Regions from separate parts of the Mus musculus genome. Here regions 1, 3 and 4 are each linked to region 2. A link is a contact called in public HiChIP or PLAC-seq data. All regions are on one chromosome and are shown on one strand. The core of a region is the stretch at or near the end of the contact, and the rest is flanking DNA. Distances in the headings are between cores, read along the strand shown. Region 1 holds the start of 1700041B01Rik (a long non-coding RNA gene). Region 2 holds the start of Rac2 (Rac family small GTPase 2). Region 3 holds the start of Il2rb (interleukin 2 receptor, beta chain). Region 4 overlaps Tmprss6 (transmembrane serine protease 6).

The links. HiChIP or PLAC-seq counts read pairs in DNA pulled down with a chosen protein or histone mark.
Region 1: an H3K4me3 HiChIP or PLAC-seq map of the SCID.adh cell line shows a contact between it and region 2, with 16 read pairs. The contact joins the promoter of 1700041B01Rik here to the promoter of Rac2 in region 2. A contact is called at or near these places in 1 of 115 datasets of contacts at active chromatin or transcription factors (the SCID.adh cell line) and 1 of 9 other capture datasets (liver).
Region 3: a contact with region 2 is called in an H3K27ac HiChIP or PLAC-seq map of CD8 T cells, with 14 times the contacts expected there. The contact joins the promoter of Il2rb here to the promoter of Rac2 in region 2. A contact is called at or near these places in 4 of 39 promoter capture datasets (cranial neural crest, frontonasal cranial neural crest, maxillary cranial neural crest and 1 more), 1 of 15 datasets of contacts at CTCF or cohesin (CD8 T cells), 3 of 484 Hi-C or Micro-C datasets (the N1E-115 cell line, cortical neurons and trophoblast stem cells), 7 of 115 datasets of contacts at active chromatin or transcription factors (CD8 T cells, the SCID.adh cell line, large pre-B cells and 2 more) and 3 of 9 other capture datasets (adipose tissue, liver and pancreatic islet).
Region 4: an H3K4me3 HiChIP or PLAC-seq map of pro-B cells shows a contact between it and region 2, with 4 times the contacts expected there. The contact joins the enhancer-like site here to the promoter of Rac2 in region 2. A contact is called at or near these places in 6 of 15 datasets of contacts at CTCF or cohesin (CD8 T cells, embryonic stem cells, hippocampal excitatory neurons and 2 more), 73 of 484 Hi-C or Micro-C datasets (the AtT-20 cell line, B cells, the Ba/F3 cell line and 44 more), 31 of 115 datasets of contacts at active chromatin or transcription factors (the 230-238 cell line, CD8 T cells, the HPC-7 cell line and 20 more) and 4 of 9 other capture datasets (adipose tissue, embryonic stem cells, liver and 1 more).

Annotation. Positions count from the first base shown.
Region 1 is chr15:78,669,222-78,671,921 of GRCm38.p6, forward strand. 1700041B01Rik (a long non-coding RNA gene) reads left to right here and starts at 1,417. Exons shown (of 4, transcript XR_003951540.1): 1 at 1,417-1,707; 2 at 1,986-2,113. It overlaps Elfn2 (leucine rich repeat and fibronectin type III, extracellular 2), which reads right to left. Exons shown (of 2, transcript NM_001358692.1): 2 at 1-2,700. The coding sequence ends at 2,653.
Region 2 is chr15:78,571,360-78,574,059 of GRCm38.p6, forward strand. Rac2 (Rac family small GTPase 2) reads right to left here and starts at 1,424. Exons shown (of 7, transcript NM_009008.3): 1 at 1,252-1,424. The coding sequence starts at 1,286.
Region 3 is chr15:78,493,698-78,496,397 of GRCm38.p6, forward strand. Il2rb (interleukin 2 receptor, beta chain) reads right to left here and starts at 1,369. Exons shown (of 10, transcript NM_008368.4): 1 at 1,251-1,369.
Region 4 is chr15:78,447,030-78,449,729 of GRCm38.p6, forward strand. All of the region lies in intron 10 of Tmprss6 (transmembrane serine protease 6), which reads right to left. Among named protein-coding and RNA genes, the nearest start is that of Kctd17, 20 kb to the left of the region's middle. Within about 2 kb of position 1,377, at least 228 of the 459 cell types and tissues checked have an H3K27ac peak or open chromatin away from gene starts, as enhancers often do. A contact at or near this core is called in B cells, the Ba/F3 cell line, the C2C12 cell line and 41 more, where this site is marked.

The DNA.
Region 1 (2,700 bases), core at 167-2,666, 98 kb after region 2:
CAAGAATGATGGCCAAACAAGTAGGGACAGAGCCCACTCCACTGTGAGGAGTCTCCCTGGGCATGACACTCCCCTCCTGCAGGGCCCCACGCCTCTCTCCATGAAGCTCCAAGCTCCTAGCCTCCTGTACTCAGTGTGACAGTCCTCTCCATCTGTCCCATGTGGCTGGCCGGGTGCCTCTTTGGAGGGCCCCAGCTTCGTTTCCAGATGGAAACAGCCCGGTGTGGATCCTTCCACAGCCCCTCCCACAGGAACATGGCCTTGAGAACACTCTTCTAAGGCTGCTTTTCCCCGGTGGAGAGGAGGAAGAACAAGCAGAAGTGGTTCAGGACAGAGATGGTTAACAGGGAAGGAGTGTCTGTAAAGATGGAGGAAGGCAGGCAAACACTTGTGGGCCCAATGCCCAGAAAGATGGGAGGAGGGTCTGGGGCAGGGCTAGGTTGGCGGCACCTGTTTTGGTCTTCTGCAGAGCTGGCCCTCCCTGGGTTTCAAGAGCTGCTTGGATCACATGGAGGGAATGGGGGTGGGGAGGGGAGTCTGGACAAACTGGCACATACACGACAGATGTTTGCTCAGAAAAAATACAGTAAAATCGTCATGCAAAGATAACAGGGGTCTGCTTGCTCACGCCCCTAGCCTCTCGGCCTGCCTGCTATTCTCAGGGTGGTCAGTGGGTATAGGGTAGGGTGAGGGGTGGGGTTTGTGGCTAAGGGAGCTCTGTTCTCCACATCCAGGCTGGCCAGTCCCCTCCTCTCCCCAGAACAGTCTTTTTTTTTCTTTATTTTTTATTTTTATTTTTTGCAAATGTCACCCCTGAGTGAGCCCTGGGCTCAGCCCACCCCGAAGTCGATGTGATAGAGGTGTTCAGTCAAGTCTCCCCACCCCCGGTCCTTCCCCATACCCTACCCCCAAGGATAGCCCTAGCTTTCCTGGTCAGAGCCCTCACCGGTCAAGTGAGATGCCTCTCGCCCACCATCCTCCTCACTCAAGAGTCACAAATCTCTTATCTCATGTAAGCCAAAAAGAGCAGCAGGAATGAAGGAGTCTCAGGAAGTTGGGGTTGAGCTGAGAAGGCTCCTCCCTATCTCAATGGGAAGCTAAGGGGCACACAGGCAGGGGGCAGAACTGCCCAGTACAGCTGTCCCAATGCCCCACAGGCCCACTGCCCACTCAAAGGCAAAGGACAATGCCTTAGCCTAGTCTCGGGACTCCAGAGCTTGTCCCCAGAAGCTCTTGGCTCTCGAGAGAGCTGCCACCTGGCCAGGCTTCCTTTACCCCCCTCTGCTGCCACCCACACTGAGAGAACTCAGTGAGAGAGCCCAACGGTTGGTCAGTTAGTCGCTCTGGGCACCAACTGCCAGGCTCTGGGTTGCCATGGCAACGGACTAGCTAGGGAAGGGGAGGGGCCAGGAACCTGGCCCTGCACCCTGACCAGGGCAGTAGGAGGCACCTCACTGTTTGTGCTTTGATTGGTGTTGGGAGTGGGTCATAAAGAGGATGGTGGCCATTTCCATGGAAATATGGGAGTCCCTCTAAGCCAGGGGATAAGACAGGGTGGGGTGGGGCAGATGCCCTCCTGGGCAGGCCGAGATGCTGCACACAGCAGGAGCCAGACAAGTGGGGTGCAGGGTGCAGGGAGAGATCCCCACATTCTACATCATCTCCACACTGGCCCCAGGCCTTGTCATTCACTGTTGCCTCTCTGTGGTGGGTAGGAGTCCCGGAGACCCAGAGAAACTAGGGGCTGTGGCATGGGGGCCTACACCTGAGATACCAGTGGGGAGCAGGTCTACCCACCACCCCACACCCAGGCAGCTCCCCAGGGCTACTTGGAAGACACTTGAAGGGGGCTGGTGGCACCCTTTGCCTCTGCTTCTGTCTGGTTAGCAGGACATTGCTTACTCTTGGCCTCCCAGGGCTAGGGACCATAGCCTTTCACCTTGTAGATGCCCATGGACTTTCTAAAGAGCACCTGCCTGCTTCAGTCCCTAGACCCCTGAGACCACAACTTTGGAAGGAGTAGCAGATGAATGGGGGCGGAGCCCAGAGGAGCAGCTGGAGGCGGGGCCAGCACTGGGCCAGGAAGCTGGGAGACAGAGCTGTAACCTGTTGGGTGAGAGACCCCTAGGGCTTCTTTTCCTCTCTCTGGGCCATCCGTAGTGGGAGGAGAGGATGCCCAATGTCCACATGTTGCCACGTCTCCAAGGGAAATGTTCCCAAGCTTGGAGGATAGCCTCTCTGAACAAGAGGCCTGTGGTTGACCTCTACCCAAATCTCTTTTGCCACCAAAACCCGCCTGAGTCTCAGGCCCCCCACACCCTCTCTGGCCTCTTTCCCCAGCCCAGCAAGAAGTCCCTTGGGCAGCACAGTAGAGACAACTGGTGTCAGTAGCAGGTTGTAAACTTTAAGGAAAATGTTTGTTTTCCTGTCCGCTATTATTGGGTGTTGGTTACTTCACAGTCAGGTGGTGGTCAAGTGTGTGTGTGTGGGTGCGTGTGTGCGTGTGTGCGTGTGCGTCCACTCCTAGGCCCGGGCCCCTCGGCCCCAGGCTCCTTGGCCTGTCTCCCGTCTCCCGGCCACCCTGTTGGGGGGCCCTTCCCCCAAGTCCCCTTGCCCTCCTCCCCATCACCTCACCGGTGGGGGAGGAGAGGGTCACAGCTTCTGCTGGGCTGAGACCCCCTTCCAGTAATCAAGGATGTC
Region 2 (2,700 bases), core at 174-2,673:
CTCCAAGGCAGGTTATGTAACTTTTCGGAGTTTTGGTCTTTCCCACCTGTAAAACGAACTCTGTGATGGTAAGTAGGGTTGGTGGAAGACAGATCATACAGAGAGCCACAGCCCGGTGACCACATACAAAAGAGAAATGGGATAAATGGAGATGACCACCATTTAAGCTATCTCCCTGCCAAGCTGGGAGGTCACCCAGGTCATTCAGCAGGAAGCTGAGAGGCCAGAGGGACAGCTCCGGGCCTTCCCCAGTACAATTCCGTTAAGTCACTTCCCACTCGAGGAGGTTGCTCTGCTGTCCCTGCCCCCTAAACCTCTGCCCTCAAGCCCCAGCCTGCCACCCAGGTAACTTTGAATGCATAGAATCATTGACTTCCGGCCCTCCGTGTCCGCCCCCTCCTCCCCCAGATCAGACACAAAGCAGAAGTGAGCAGAGCAGCTGCCACAGATAACGGCTGACACCCTAGCGCGGTGGCGGCTGCAGCAGCGACCAAGTCGGACCTAGTCAGCTGAGGAGGTAGATAGCCTATGCCACCAGCAGAGCCAAAGTGTGTGTGACCTTGGGACCTAAGCCAGGAAAGGTCTCCAGGCCTCAGCCCCTCCCCGTTTCGAACTGAAGATGGCTGTCTAGTACATGTGAGGATGGATCTAGCGGGACCCAAGATAGACTTGAGGACTGCACCCTAATGTGTCGGAATATATGGGAGACACATGAAGAAACTCAGGCCTTGGGTTATGAGAGCCTGTGGTCCCAAGATCTGACAATGACTATCAGACTTTAGCAGGGCTGCAGCCAGCCTGCCCTCTGGAGTCCTTAAGAGCAGAGGCTGGACTGAGAGTCAGAAAGCTTGGAGATTGCCAGAAGTCCCCTAGGCCCAGCAAGACAGCAACTAGAGCCTGGGCCAGCCTGGGAAACAAAGGTCCGAAGGGCAAGCTGCTGATTTCCCTCCTCGTACCTGTACCCTGAACTGATGCTGGCCCGGTAGGAGCCCTGTCCCAGCTCTCAGGGTACAGGCAAATAGCAGCACCCCACCCACAGTCCAGGCCCTCCACCCAAGTAGCTTCCGGAGTGGGGTAGGCTGAAGGACAGGGAGCAGTCCAGACCCACCCCAAATGTTCCTTGTAAGCCCTTACAAGGAAAGGAAGCGACTTTCCCCAGAACCTCCTGGGAGCCCTGAATCTGTGGGTGTACCAGGGAGGATCTCAGAGGCATCCTGGTAGGGGTGGGAGACAACTCAGCCAGGTACTTACCCATCACCCACCACCACACACTTGATGGCCTGCATTGCATCTGAGGCCCAGCAGCCAGGGATGACAGTTGGGGGCCAGGAGCGTTGCTGTGGACACCAGTGGTATGGAGTGGCTAGGAGGTACCCGGCAGTGAGGAGCAGCACCCCAGCTCAAGAGGCGGGAGGAAACGGAAGAGGAACTTACCCAAGCTGCTGCCCCACAGCCTTGAGGGGGTGGAGCATGCGGTCTGGAAGAGGACCTGGGGCCCCACAGGTGCTAGGTTGGGCCCAGGCCACCAAGGGCACTTGACTTAGGCTCCAAAGGGAACCCAGGCACCCTAGAGAATTGAAGATTCACTTCCTAAGCCAGGGCAGGGACAAAGTTGCTCTCGAAGAATCTGCATCCTCCAAGAAGTCAGTTGGCCTGACTCCCATGGGCAAACACTTGAGTGCCTACTGTGTATCAGGCATTGTGTTGGGAGCTGGTGACTCTAAAATGCAGGAAGCCAGGTTGTCCTGGAGTTCCTGCTCTGTAGAGAAGGCAAACCACACCACAGGTGCTGTGAGCAAGGCAGGAGACATGGGCCAAGGGAGAGCTACAGAGTGACCTCAGAGTCACCAGCAGGGAAAACTGGTGGCTATGACGTGTGATGTCAAACAAAGTTGGCCCGGGGGGGGGGGGTGCTGCCTAAGCAAGGGCCAGTGTGTAGAGAGAAGGCAAAGGAGGGGGAGGGAAAGAGAGAAGGGAAGAGGTAGAGGAGAGGGGAGAAAAGGAGGAAGGGGAGGAAGGGGGGAAATTGGGAGGGGAGGAAGTGGAGGAAAAGGGGGAGGAGGAGGAAGGAGAGGAGGGAGGATAGGGAAAAGGGAAGGAGTTGGAAGAGAAGGAAGAAGAGGAGTAGTGAGAGGAGGAGGAGGAGGAGGAGGAGTGAGAGGAGGAGGAGGAGGAGGAGGAGGAGGAGGAGGAGGAGGAGGAGGAGGAGGAGGAGGAGGAGGAAGAGTCAGGGACAGATGCAGTAGAGCAAGCTGGTAGAAGTTTGGCAAGTCCAAACCTTCTCACAGCATGGTGCAATCTAAGCTTTCAGGAAGCTGAGACAAAGGGATTGCTGGGAGCTTGAGTCCAGGATTCAGAGTGAGAGTTCCAAGGCAGCCAGAGCCATCGAGCGATACAGCAAGATCCTAGCTGGGAAACCACTCCAAACCGAAAATCCTACCTACAAACTGTCGTAGGCTTCTTGCCGTTTTGATGATATCAACTACACTCGCCTTGTGTTGGGCATTTGTGTTTATAAGTGTTTGGTTGGGTGTTTGTGTTTGCAGGTGTTTTGTTGGGCATTTGTGTTTTTAGTTGTTTATTGGACTTTTGGGTTTCCTATTACACAAGTTACTATTTGTGTATTTGTCCATTTCTCTACTGGAGTATTTTTTCCCCTCATATTTATTTGGAGAAGTTCGGTGTTTGATTTTTCAAGTG
Region 3 (2,700 bases), core at 119-2,618, 78 kb before region 2:
CTCCCTGACTCATATATGTCTCCGCTGAGGCCCTGAAAAGGTCTGTCATCCCACAGACCCAGGCTGCTCTAACTGGGTCACCTGATTTCCAGTACAGTGGTGATGCTGACGGAGGAGGAGGGTCAGCCATGAGTGACAGTCGTGTCACACTCCCTGCGTCAGACTGACCCACACATGTCACAGAGAGGTCTCACAGCACAAGAGCAGGTTCTGTGACTGACTGCTCCTTCCCTATGGGAAGATCAGGGCCTAAAGCAGCCTGTTTCCCAGGATAAAGGTTCCAGTGCTGGGGCAGTCCAAGGCCTCACAGGTCTGTGAGGTACAGGGTCGACTGAGGGAGGACGGACGGCAAGCAAGAGCTTGTCTGTCAGATCTGGTGGCCTTTGACCTCAGAGATCCTTTCTCTGGCCACCTCTCCAGAGACACACACATTCACAAAGACACACACACACACACACACACACACACACACACCACTGTTCACCTCTTGCTGTTCAGTTCAGCTGAGGAGTGTGTGAAAGAAAGGGGACCTTCAAAGGTAGTTCTGCCTTCCTCAGCCACCCACCTTGGCCCTGAAGTACTGTAAACACAGCTAACGGTGGGAAGCTCCTACCTCAGGCAGCCTCGGAGACGGAGCCCCATGCCTGGCGATGTCCTTAACCTCTCTAGCCACTCGGTAATGTCAGAGACAAATCTAAGCTAGAACTCTACCTCTGACCTCCAGCCTAGGGCCCTCAGAAACCTGTCAATCAACATAGCTGACTGGACAGCCAGGTCCCAGGGGGAGATTCCTTCTCTCTTTCTCACTAAGGAGAATTCTCCAGGCTGAGATGAACTCCACAGGCGTCAGCGTTGAATCCCACCTGTCCCATACACGCCATGCCACCTCCCAATACTGACGAGCTACAAATCTTTTCCTCCACCCTTCTGGGCTAAGACATCCCCACACAGGATCCAGGGAAGTCCCTCCTAGCGAAAATGGCACACAGCTTCCCACAGAGTAGACTGGGAAGAAGCCACTGTGCCCTGACATTGGAAGGGGTTTATTCTTAAAGGAGAAACCATGACAGCCAGGCTACCCCCTTCCCCAGGGAATCCTAAGACAAGGTTAATCATCAAAGCCCAGATACAAACTACAAAGGGAACCAAGTTAGAGATGAGCGCCCCCTCCCAGCTCCCTGTCCCTTGGGAGGACCAGCAAGAGGTAGTGGGGTGCCCAGGGCTCCCAGGGGACCACACAGGGGCATCACCTGGCTGCAACATGGAGTTGTGTCGAGATGTTCCCTGCAGTCCTGCTGGAGGTTGGGTCCACGGCCATCTCCTGCTCCGCAGCTTAGGTAGCAGACAACAGCTAGGCCAGCAACAGACTGAAACCCAAGGCGAGCCCACTTCCTGTATAGAGGATGAGGGGCAAGGCCCAATGGGAGGTGGAGAGATGGGGGGTGATGAGGTAGCCTGAAACTCCACACACACCTAGCACTGATAAGATCTCCTCCTACGCCCAGGGGCAGCCACTGAATGTGGTGGCACACACGCTCACACAGTTACTGTGGTACAGGGACCTAGCTATGCACAGAACCTGAGGGGGCAGGCCCTTCTTTGCCTACTCTTCCCCGCTACATCTCACACATGCCACCCTAACACCATCGACTTCTGCTCACGCATGAGCACACACGCGCATGCACACACACACACACACACACACACACACACACACACACACATACATATGCTCACACCCTAACACCAAAGCCACCCACAGACACATCATCCCTCTAGGACCTAGAGTCTAGGTGTCCTCTTTGCTGATCTCCATTTTAGCCATCCCCCAGCCCCCGCTACATGCTGCCCTTTACTTCAGTCTCTGAGATGCCCTTTATTTAGGCTAGCATTCAAAGGTGACTGACTGGTTTTAAGGCTTGATAAGCAGTTTGATGGCCAATGAGTGGCCCTCCTATCACTTTCTTCCTTTCCGAGTTGTAAGTTCTAATCCTTCCTCTCTCGGTGAGATAGGGTGGCAGGGTTCAGTTCACGGCTTTTATTTTTAACAATGAAGTCACGAATTTCTCCGTAAATGAATGGGTGTTTATTTACATATTGTATCACAGGACCAGGGACTCCCCGTTTCTATCTCCCCTTCATCTTGGTTTTAATGCCAGGCTTGGGGAAATATGACAAGCTTCTGCCCTCTTGTGAAAAGAAGGGAGTTGTAAGAATTCTGTTCTCTGGACATAACAGCCATTACCATCTTCATCGGGGCAGCTGTAACTGCCACAAGAGAGCCACACGATTGGACCTGCTGATGTTCATCCCCTCACAAGAAGGGAAGAGAAGTAACAGGAACCCCTCCCCTGAGGTCCAGCTTTAGCGATGTGTAACTGAACTCAGGGGTACTTACACACTAGAGAGGATAGGTTAGCCAAAGAAGAAGTGACTCCATCTATACAACTATGGGGATGCCATCATCCATGCTCAGCTGTGACTTCCCAGTAACATAGTTGCTTGGGGGGGTGGTCACCCAAACTGATGTAAGCAACCCCTTACTCCATAAATGTGCACAAGAAACTCACTAGCTCACCAAGCTAGACTTCAGTGGAGCTGTTTCTTGCTCTGTCGTTGGTGCCCTGTCTGGGATATGGAGGGACGTATGCACACACACAAAATCCCCAGGACTCTGGGGATGCTGGAGAGTGAAATCAA
Region 4 (2,700 bases), core at 127-2,626, 120 kb before region 2:
AAACCTGCAGTGGCGCCCCATTGACTGTGGGATAAAATTCCATCCAGATTCTTGCCCCAGTCACCCATAGGCTCTGAGAATCTGGCTAGTCAAGGGCCTCCTCTGAGGAGTCTCACTCTTCCTCTTTGTTCCACAAGGAAAACAATCATTTCTGCCAGCCTTCCATCTACAAAAAGGTTCCGTGTGTCTGCAGAGGCAGAGGACCTCAGCTGGCCAACTGTCTGTAGACTCACCCCACACAAAACACAGTTGGCCCGCTGAGCAACCTGGCAGGCTCACTCAGCCCGTGGACAGAGATGATTGAGAAACTGCAAAGTGGAGCAAGAATCCTGCCCGCTTCAGTTCAGGGCAGGAGAAGCTCTGGAAACGTAGTTTCCCAAGCCCCTGACCCTCACCTTCACGTTCCTGGCTAGGCTCTGGCATCTGTAATCTACTTGCATGAGTAGCTCTCAAAGTGCAGTCCAGAGACTAAAAGTCGCCTCTGTAGTGACCCTCTAATCCTGTTTGACCCTCCTTCCCTCCTTCTAACAACACAACAGAATTTCCAAGATAGGTGACTGGAACCCTGTAACTGAGGGCAGATGAGTGTGTGAGGGTGCCAGCCCTGCTCTATTAAGCCAGTTATTAAAGAATCTGCAAATAATTTGAAGGGTCGATATTTGTGTTACTAGATGTTGGCGTGCCCCATATTTTCAAGGCAAATTAAGAGGTCCTGAAAAGGAATTGTTTTTCAAGCACCCAGAGTTCCAACAGCCCAGCTGCTCGTCAAAGAAAAGATCGCCACCAGGGGGCGCGCGGGGCAAGCCTGGGTCTTGTCGTCACCCTTTCCCCGCCTCCCGCCCTTTTTCAAGCCAAGGAAATGTGGGTTCCTGGTGGATAAAAAAGATGGATTCCTGGATTGTTATCCTCAGAGGACAGGCCCAGAAAGTGGGCAGGGCATCTGGAAAATGTGATTTAAAAAAAAAAGAAGAAGTTATTTACTTTAAAGAATGCATTTTAAAGAAATCGCAGTACTTTCCCTTTATGCATGGGAGGCATTCCTAGACTCCCGTGGACACCAGAAATCCCACGCAGTGGCGAACACTACCTGTGCTATGCTCTGCCTGTACACATCTCTCTTTGTAAATCGGGCTCTAAAGAGAGCGGTAGCTAATGAAACAGATTCACTTCTGGAATTTTCCACTTAAGTATTTTCCGATCACAGATTACCGTGAGAAACTGAGAGGGAACTGATGAAATATACATTTCTGAACTAATCAGATTTAACTCCTGACACAGGCACTTAACCCGCAAGAGCAAGGGTTAGTCTGACAAGGAAAGTTAAAAGCCCGGAGACGGGAGGGAGAGCCAGAGCCTAGCCGCCCTTGACAAATGAGATCACCACTAGGGGGAGCCCTGGAGCAAGCCAGTCCCTTTCAAGCTAAGAGGAACCCGATTGTTCCTTGAGGACGTTGTTATAAATATATAAATTTGTGTTATGGTTATGATAATCTTATACCTATCATGCATTGCTATCCCAGGGAAGGGTCCCAAGAAGCAGGCAGGGAAGCTGGGAGCATCCCAGAACAAATGTAAGATTCAGGCATTCGGAGCCCTGTTCCCAGGTGCGGCCCTCTGAGTTTCTGGCCCCTCTGGTCCTCCCGTCCACCTAGCCCTCTCACCTCAGCAGCTAAGTGCTGGAGTCAGAAGGAACCGGGGCACCATATGGATTGCCTTGCTACCCCACCCCACCCCACCCTGTGAGTTTAGCAGGGGGATCTTTCTCCTAGGCCTGTCAATCCGGCATATCAGCATCTTCCCACAGAGGAGCTGGAGAGATGCTGGGTGGATAGGCAGAAGCATGGATAAGAGAAAGGAGTGGGAGGGGTCAGGCCTCACTGTGAACATGGCTCTTTCTATGGACAAGCTGAAGGACAGAGGGCAGAAAGACAGCACTGAGGGAGGGACAGTGGCCTGCTCTGTGGTGGACAGGACATTTTGCAGAGCCGGGCTCCATATAACTTTGCCACCAGACGAGTTAGTTCTGTGACCTCGGCAAACTTCAGGCCTCCGTAAGTGTGGTGGCCGAACTATAGTCAGGAGAAAGCCATCCCCTGACCCCACCTCCTTGCAGATATTTCAGAGAACCTGGAAGAATGGTTTGGGGGACCTGATACAGAGTGGCTGCAAGTGGCACTAGTCACAGGGCCTTGGGGAAGCAGAAAGACCACTTAGAGTCAGGCTTACAGGGGCCTCTGGAGCCTGTCGTTCTGCCTTATCTCATGGCTGGAAGTTAGCAGAAAGGGTCAGGCAGGTCACAGGAGAGTGACATCACATGAGAGGAAATGAGGGCAGGTTCCTGGAAGGGGGGAAGCCAGTGCTGCGGTATCGCCCAGTGAGGAGGTTCTGTGAAACCCAGCATCCAGCAGCTAGATCTTACAAGGACAAGACCCGCGTCCCCACCCCCACCACCTGCAGGCCACTGAAGGGCAAGCGGACCCTGTGGGGACAGCAGAACAACAGAACAGCAGGATGGCAGGCAGAACCAGGAGAAAACAAAATGGACAGACAAGATAGGGACCAAGGGTGCCCAGCTAGTAGAAGAGTCCCTTGTCTCTAGACTGGCACTGGGGACAGGGGTTCAGCCATCTTTTCCCTGTACTCCTCAATTGCTGGACCAAAGGACCTGGTCTCCCTCTCCCTTCCTCCATCTCTCAGGCC